Linked DNA regions of Mus musculus: region 2 is linked to region 1. Evidence: chromatin contacts called from public Hi-C data. All regions are on one chromosome and are shown on one strand. Each heading gives the region's core, a stretch centred on a gene start, on an enhancer-like site or on the middle of the called end of the contact. The rest is flanking DNA. Distances are from core to core; before and after follow the strand shown. Region 1 overlaps Kalrn (kalirin, RhoGEF kinase). Region 2 has its middle 13 kb from the start of Kalrn.

Region 1 (4,215 bases), core at 880-3,379:
AAAATGCAGAGAGAAGCGGCACCCATTGCCTCCCTCTTCCTAGGGGAGAAGGGTGGAGCATGCCCAATAAAGTGAAAGCACATAGAGACAGGTGTGTGTGTGTGTGTGTGTGTGTGTGTCCCTATCTTCCCTCCAATCAGAGAGCTATTCTGCCCTCCTTCCCTCCTTCCCTTGGCACACTCAGCTAAGCCTCCTGGTACTCTGGCTGGGATTTCGTTCTGCCTAAAGAATTCTTGTGTTTTATACTTGAAAATGTCTGAATGAGTGGATTATCACCATTAAAAATTTAAGTGAGAAATTTAAAGTGCTAATTACTGCCACAGGCAAGTGAGTTTTATTCAAATATATGCTACAAAGGACGGAACCAGCAAGGCTGAGTTAACATCACAGGCTGTGAAAAATGGGAACTGGGAGCTGGTGTCCTAGAGTAACTTGTATCATGTGTAAGGAGGTGTAGAGAGGAGTTCTTAAATGATGGGGCACAAGGAAAGGTTGCAGGGAGTAAGTGTGACTGTTCTTGTGACACAGTTTGAGGATCAGTCTTAGGCTGCCAGTAGGAACCCAACATAGGAAAAATCTCTCCCAGGGCTCTTTCGATCAGTGATGTTCCACACTAAATGAAAAACCCCTAAAGCTGGGGTGTGTCTTATTCTCACTCTCCCCCATGGTGCTGCAGTGTAAGCTAATGGCATGAGCTCCAATGTCAGGTAGACCTGGGTTTGATGCTAATCTGCCATCAGGAGTTGGATTAGAAGTGAGTTGACTTAACCTATCTCTGCCTCAATTTCCTTCTCAGAAGGATGGAGACCAAACTGCCACCTACCTCATGGTGTTGGGAGATTAAATAGGAAAAAGCAAGTGAAGGGACTAGATGTCCAATCATATTTCCTCATACAGATGGCGAATCCTGAGCTCTGAACAATGTACCTTCTAATCTTTTCTTTGATGTTTGACTGTCTTCCCAATGTTCTTATCATAAGATTGGTCCATTTCTAATCTGACAACTCTTCATATGTGTATTCTAAGATCTGATTGTGTGCACAAGGTGCATGAGTCTTTCGCTCTTAGACTTTAATCTTTCCCTGTGTAGGAAAAGTTAGTTTCCAGCCTCATCGTGTTTTGGTCACCTTTTGTTGCTGTTGCTAATCATTTTCAAGGCAACCCACAATGCACACCTTTTACTACATAATATTGCTAATTGGATTATTTAATGGCTAAACTCACTTAGTCTGATTAGGGAGCTATAGTCACTACAGTTAATGAATGACTGATTATCTGTAATTAAAAAAATACTCACAATTCTCTTTCAGGCATTTTTTTGGCAAACAAAATAAACAGAGTAAAATCTATAATTTTCCACATGAGGCACCAGGAAAATTAATGCAGGAAGATTGCTGTGCAGCTCAGGAAGTCTGGTTCTAACAGTACTCTTCATCAGCTCAGAACATTGCCACCATGCAAGCCAAATCTTGATGCCACTCCTCTGTTAGCTTACAGGAGCAGACTGTTTAAAAACAAGATGTTCTTTTTAAGGGGAGGCATGGGAGCCTCAAAGGTGCCACCTCCCCATGAACACACCCATCTTCCAGCCTGCAGTGGGCACACAGCCAGACTTCCTCTCTCTGCTCTGCCTGTATATGGCTTAGTGCTTTGCACTCTGACCTTCCTAAGAACACTGCTCCAAGCTCTCTGCCTATGCACCAAGAACCAGTGTGACTCTCACCCCACCACCAGAGGGAGCTCTACGCTGGACTACACCAGTTCATTCTTTTGCTTTCTGCCTGGAACCAGAAAGCCCTATGGTGCATATGTCTTCTCAGGAGCAGGGGCTTCAAACTACCAGCATAACTAGACAGTCCAAAAAACACTGTAGGGCCATTAAACAAAACAAAAAACAGGCAAGGAAGAAAGGGAGGCAGAACAAGTTGACCTGCTGGGTTACTCTGAAAACAGTTCCTCTGACTAAGAAAACACACAAGCAATTTACTTCTCACAACAAATAGATGTCTAGTTAGTAGTTACTCCCTGCTCTTCCCAACCATATGAGGTCTATGTGGGCTTTTGCACACACAGGAAGCCAGAGGAGTTACAGGACCATAAAAGGCATAAGGTGGAGACTGGCTGATGCTGATAGGACTGCTTTTATGCCTGATGCTGACAGGGACTTCTTTTATGGCTGTTGCTCAATGCTGTTCTATGCTAAGCTGAGGGGAAAAAAAAACCCTGAAAAAACCTCCACACTGACTGAATAGCAGGCAACCTTCTCTTTCTTCGGTTAATGAATCCAAATTCCAGTTTTACCTGTAAGCCAAATTTCCAACATTCCCACACCCAGCAGTGAGAAAGAAAGCTGAGAACACGCCTGTGGGGACCAAGGGAAGGAAACTTCTAGAAGCAAGTGTTTAAATGGAATCTCTCCCACTGACATCTTTGGCTTACACATCTCTCCTTCACAATGATTTCAAGCCTAAAAGGGCAAAATATTCCTACCAGGGTAAGATCTAACTCCAGAAATAGCACTGGGGCAAGATGGCAGACAGGCGGAGCTTGGCCCGCCCTCCATCATCCCGTTAGGAGACTGGCTCTTTCTTCTGTCTGCATTTTGCACCATTGTTCCTCCCTCTGCAGCTACACCTGCCTTAATGGCTTTCCTCTTTAAGTCCGCTCCCCCTTTCTTTGCTCACTGCCTGTCATTCTTTGTATGTGGTCTATCTTCCCCTGTGTGTAATATGCATCATTCTGTCTTCCCTGTCTTATTTTCTATCTTCTTGTGTCTCTCTTGGGCCTTTTTCTAAGACAACTGGAGTGTGGACTAGACTACCTACTTTCTGCTCCTGGCATTACCATCACCTAGCTGTGTGGTTATGACCAAGTCTCTTGACACTGATGGGACTCAATTCCCTCAACTGTATAGTCAGTTTGACTGGCTATGGTTTTGTTTTATTTATTTATTTTAATTTTTATTGGATATTTTCTTTATTTACATCTCAAACATTATCCCCTTTCCTGGTTTCCCCTCCAAAAAATACCCTTCCCCTACCCCCTCTCCCTGCTCCCCCCACTCACCAACCCACCCACTCCTGCTTCCTGACCCTGGCATTCCCCCACACTGGGGGATAGAGCCTTCATAGGACAAAGGGCCTCTCCCCCATTGATGTCCGACTAGGCAATCCTCTGCTGCATATGCAGCTGGAGCCATGAGTCCCACCATGTGTGCTCTTTGGTTGATGGTTTAGTCCCTGGGAGCTCTGAGGGTACTGGTTAGCTATGTTGATTGCTGGCTGTGTTGAGCTTTGAGATTTAGTCACTGAATGTAATGGAGTCCTTTATCAGCCAACATACAGAGAGGATGTTGAGGAGTTCCCAACAACACAAGCACCAGGGGGCACCCAAGGACCATGGACAGAGAATGTGGTCATGTGATAGGCAGCTACTGTATTTGATTCTGTGTCATGAGGAAGGTGCTATTGTTTTAGAAGTGGGGGGAAAACCCCAGAAGCATCATGGGATGCAGCGATTTGTCCGTGTTCTGCTGGTCGCAGAGATCAGACGTGCTGAGGAACATGATTTGCTGACCACTGAGCCAGTGCTCTGGTGTCTTCCCTTCTGCTTTCCCCAGGCTGATGATGGTTGCACACGAGCCTCCTGTGCAGGTTTCTGAGAAAACGTCTCTGGATCCCAGTGTGCTTAGCTATCTTGGGTCCAGACTATATGTAGGATTCAAAGAACTCTCTCTTCCTTTAAGACACTGATGCTGATGCCTCCTCACTCCTTTGCCTGAAAGCGTTGCAGTAATACTCAGTCACCCTGCATGTTGATGGGCATGCTCTGGTAGACCTGCACTTTATATTTTCTTGTATCTTTCTAATTAACTAACCTGGTATCTCACCAGTATTTAGTTCAGTTCTGGGCCCGTGGAAGAGACCAGAACTCGCTGAAGAACCAGTGAGCATCATGGCATTCCTGAGCATTGAGGTTTTGTTGTCCCTGTGCCCTTAGCCTGGGCCATAAACACCAAGAACTTAAAGCTATTCTATTACAGTCCTGTTGGCTGGCTCCAGCTACTCACCAATAAAACACCTACTGCATGGGTGAGGGAGGGCTAAGTAGTCACTTGACCAAAGCAAGTGGAAGGGGTCTTCTGATAATTCCTGGTCAATTTATCAAGCATAAAGAGAACACCAGCTAACGTAGACAGACCTAAAAGCTGTAAAG
Region 2 (3,995 bases), core at 530-3,029, 220 kb after region 1:
AATCCAAATGACTAACAATAAATTATTAGTTAAGATAAACTATGATAATTATATTTAGAAATGTTTAACAAGGACAAGCAGTTTGATATGTTGCAACATGAAAGGATGTCTATGCTCCATTCTGTGTGGAAAAATGTGGTTTGCAAAATAAATGGCGATATCTGTATTATTCTACTTTGTGAACACACACACACACACACACACACACACACACACACACGAGTATATATTTCAGTGTGTGTCAAGAGAGCTCTGATAGAAAATTCACCAAACTGGTAGGAGAAGCTATCCCTAAGGAGTAGGGGATTCACTCAGAGATCTTTCTATGCTTTCATGGTGTAACTTTGTAGCATAGCCATTTGTTCCTCTGGTAATTTTCACAGCATTTCAGGCTGACAAAAATAGAAATCCAGATCTTTTTTCCCTCGGGGCCAGGCAACCGTTTCCTTCTCCACTTCCCACTCACAGGATACAGAATGTGAGATGGTTTCAGACAGCTCCCAACTTGGAATCACCACCAGGCTTATCCACCTCAGTGGCTGTTAGATGAAGTCGCACTGGTATGTCAGACATTTGCCTTTCACCCTCTGCTCTGCTCCACAGCCTTGGCTTGCCACAAGAATCCAGATGAGCACTCTGTGAACTTAAAGAGTTTCAGCAGGAGCCACAGCTCCTCTCAGGCTATTCATTTATCTGCCGCTTACAAATCTTAGGAGAGTTTGGTCAGTGAGAGCAATGTTTCTTCTCAGGTCCCAGTCCTACCCAAGAAGTGACTAGAGCAAAGTTTCTTAACCTCCTTAATGCTGCAATCCTTTAATACAATTCCTCGTGTTGTGGTGACTGCCCCAACCAAATTATTTCATTGCTACTTTATAACTGTAATTTTGCTACTGTTACAAACTGTAATGTAAATATCTGATATGTAGGATATCTGATATGTGACCCCTGTGAAAGGATAAGGGGTCAAGACACACAGGTTGGAAACCACTGCTATACAGGATTAGAATAATTCTGAGGCCACAGGGATGGCAATGAGGACAGAGCAGTGTGGTCCCTTTGTGGCATCTGTCAGAAATAAGGTGCTGAGCGTCATACCGTGCGCTCTCTAGTGGAGCATCCCTGCCTTGTGCTACAGGCTTTGACTAACCCACATCCCTATTCACTTGGAATATTCGGAGTGTGGGAAGCTGCAAGAAGTGGCAGGCGGCACAGACTAGCGGAAGATGATCACTGATCATGACTGCGTCTCCCATAATGCATCTCTCAGCAGACACCTCGAAGGCAGGGAGTCCAGGGGAAGAGAAGGGGCTCTCAGGGTAGATGTGGCTCCAAACAGATGCAGATGGATAACTCACAAACATTGGGGTACAACGCTGGCCTGAGGTAAGCCCTGAACCTGAGTTCCATCTGTCATATTTTACTGCTTTTTATCTCAGACTCAACAACTATACCCACGTAAGAACATGCCTCTCACAATCTTGGAATTTCCAAGGACCCCGTTGAGAAGCCACTCATCTTCCCTATCTTTATAACCAAAAACAGAAAGAAAGAAAAAAAAAAAAACTCAAAGCCAAAAATCCCCAGACCTTCATGTGTCGTAACTAAAAACACTCAGTAAACAAAGCCAGTCCTTGGGCTCCCTTGGGGAGTAATTGTCTAAGAATGCTTCTTTACTTTCAGCTGGTGAAAGAAAAAGGCACAGACGTGCTAAGACTGTGCAGAGCGCATCTTGAAAACATTAATTTTTCCGAACACCAATGTGTGGCTCACGTGCCTCATCAGAGCAGGCAGTGACGGGCAGTGAGAAGAACCCTAAAGACACTGGTTTTGCTGCTGGGACACACAACTACTGAGGAAGTGGTTACTGTAAGCCCTGGGTACAGGATAGAAATTTATAAGGCATGGGGGCAAGATCTGGCACCATGCCTTGGCTCTGAAGCTTGGGGTTGGACCATCAGTTCTGAGGAAGGTAGAGAAAAGGCGGAATCCATCCTTCCTTCCATCTCTATTCCTGGCCAATTGCTTAGGACAAAGTTGTCAATCACCTCATCTACTCTCCTCCAGCCAGTCTTTAAGATGTGCAGCCCCAGCAATCATTGCAAGTGGCTACATCTAGGAGAGGTTGCCCCTCTCCTGAGTTGTGGCCCCTAAAACATTTCCCCTTCTTCTCCCCACTCAGAGATAGGAGCCATTCTTGTAGCTCCAGGTCTGTTCACAAGAAACAAGACAAAGCCAAGCCATCCACTGAGGCAAGGAAAGAAAGACTCAATAATTAGAACATGTCAGAGGCTCTGTCAGTGTCAACTAGACATCCTCTAAGCTGACTGCTACCACCAAAACCTAGGCATATCTAATTGCATGCCAAGATCCTATGGGGGAGTACAGAGAGGGGTGGGGAGACAGAGAGAAACACGAGAGGAGAGAGAGAGAGAGAGAGAGAGAGAGAGAGAGAGAGAGAGAGAGAGAGAGAGAAGGAGGAGACAGAGAGACATACAGACAGAGTCAGAGAGACTGACTGATTTATGCATTATCACTACCTAGACTCTGGAGGCAACCACCCTCCTATGTCAAAGCTACCTCCCATAGTCATGTGATATCCATCAAATCACTCCACGTTTCTGTGCCTCCAATTTTTGTGCAAAATGAGGATGTTAGTAACACCTAACTAAGTTAATAAATATAATAATACACCCCACCCAGCAGGTACTACACATGAGTATAAGACAGTGATGATCACCATGGTGTTGCCAGCCTATACTTTCCACACTAAGCTGTCTCTTCCCTTTAGACCATCACATATGCTCTTCACAGGCTTTGGAAGGCTGCTCCCACTCTGCCTTCATCTAATTCTCTAGACCCACAGGAAACCTTCTCCGGGCAACTTAGTTGGGCCACACACTGGCCGTCCACAGGACCCTATGACATTTAAGCTCTCTCTGTGTCCTTCTGTCCAACCGACTCCTGTTCATTGTCCTATGTCAAATTTCTGGCTGAGAAAAATCTTTGAAAGGATAAATAGAGAGTGAATGAAGAGCAGCTCTCCCTTGTTCAGCAAGCACTTACTATGTAGCCACTTACCCTGAATCACATCCTGAACCATGACTGAGAATACAAGAAGGAACAGAATACCCTGGCTGCTAATCACAAGCTCTCAGCTGCATCAACAGTTTGCCTTGCAGCAGCAACTCAAGGTGAAAGGGGGTTGACCGGGATGGAACAGCTAGACAATCCTGCTTTACTCAGCATGCCTTGGAACATCCTTGGGGCACCAAGGCTGGGGATATGGGAAGAGACAGGAAGTATCTAGCTTTGGAACCTAATTTTCAGTATCAACCTTGAGCTGACAATGTTGCTTCTTATCTTCTTTCCCAGGCCTCCATCTGTTCTGTCCCACCCCCCCATACAGATGGGGTCCTACTCCTATTACATAAAGCAGTTCCTGGACTACTCAAAGTGCCCCTGTGCAGGGACTTCAGGGAGACCCTGAAGTAGTGCAAATACAGCCACAGTCTAAGGCCCTGGCCTTGTTGAGTCCTGGGCAGTGACTACGCACTTAGTCTAACCCCTTAACAACAGCCAGACTAAGAGGAGAATGGACCTGGGCAATTACTCATCCCATAGATAAACATAAGATATAAATATGCAATTAAAGAGTTTATTTTAGGGGGGAAAGAATAAAAGAAGGAGTGGAATGGCCCAGACCAAAGCAAGAGGTCAAGCAGATACAATCTTTCAGAGAGAGAGGAATGCAGGTTTGTCTAGGGTGGGTTTGTTTAACTTGAACTAAGCAGTTGAAACCTTGACTCTGTTCGCCATCCCTACGTTTGAGGGGGGAGGGGGAAAGGAGGAGAGGGTTAGAAAGGGTGGCCTTTTCCTTATAAGGTGATTTATCAAGTACGGGCCCAGCTTATCCAAGAGAAACTCTGGCTAGTTCTGCAGATTGTCAGACTGTGAACAACGCAGAAACTGAATCTCTTCCATCCCACCCACTATTG

The links. A called contact is a pair of places that touch in the nucleus more often than the background predicts.
Region 2: a contact with region 1 is called in a Hi-C map of uterus, with 2.6 times the contacts expected there. The contact joins two enhancer-like sites. A contact is called at or near these places in 29 of 484 Hi-C or Micro-C datasets (the AML12 cell line, the AtT-20 cell line, the C2C12 cell line and 20 more), 2 of 115 datasets of contacts at active chromatin or transcription factors (astrocytes and fibro-adipogenic progenitors) and 1 of 9 other capture datasets (adipose tissue).

Annotation. Positions count from the first base shown.
Region 1 is chr16:34,300,587-34,304,801 of GRCm38.p6, forward strand. The region is part of intron 9 of Kalrn (kalirin, RhoGEF kinase); the gene reads right to left. Among named protein-coding and RNA genes, the nearest start is that of Gm41448, 180 kb to the left of the region's middle. Within about 2 kb of position 2,130, at least 3 of the 459 cell types and tissues checked have an H3K27ac peak or open chromatin away from gene starts, as enhancers often do. A contact at or near this core is called in uterus, where this site is marked.
Region 2 is chr16:34,524,907-34,528,901 of GRCm38.p6, forward strand. It overlaps a transcript of Kalrn not described here. Among named protein-coding and RNA genes, the nearest start is that of Kalrn, 13 kb to the left of the region's middle. Within about 2 kb of position 1,780, at least 47 of the 459 cell types and tissues checked have an H3K27ac peak or open chromatin away from gene starts, as enhancers often do. A contact at or near this core is called in uterus, where this site is marked.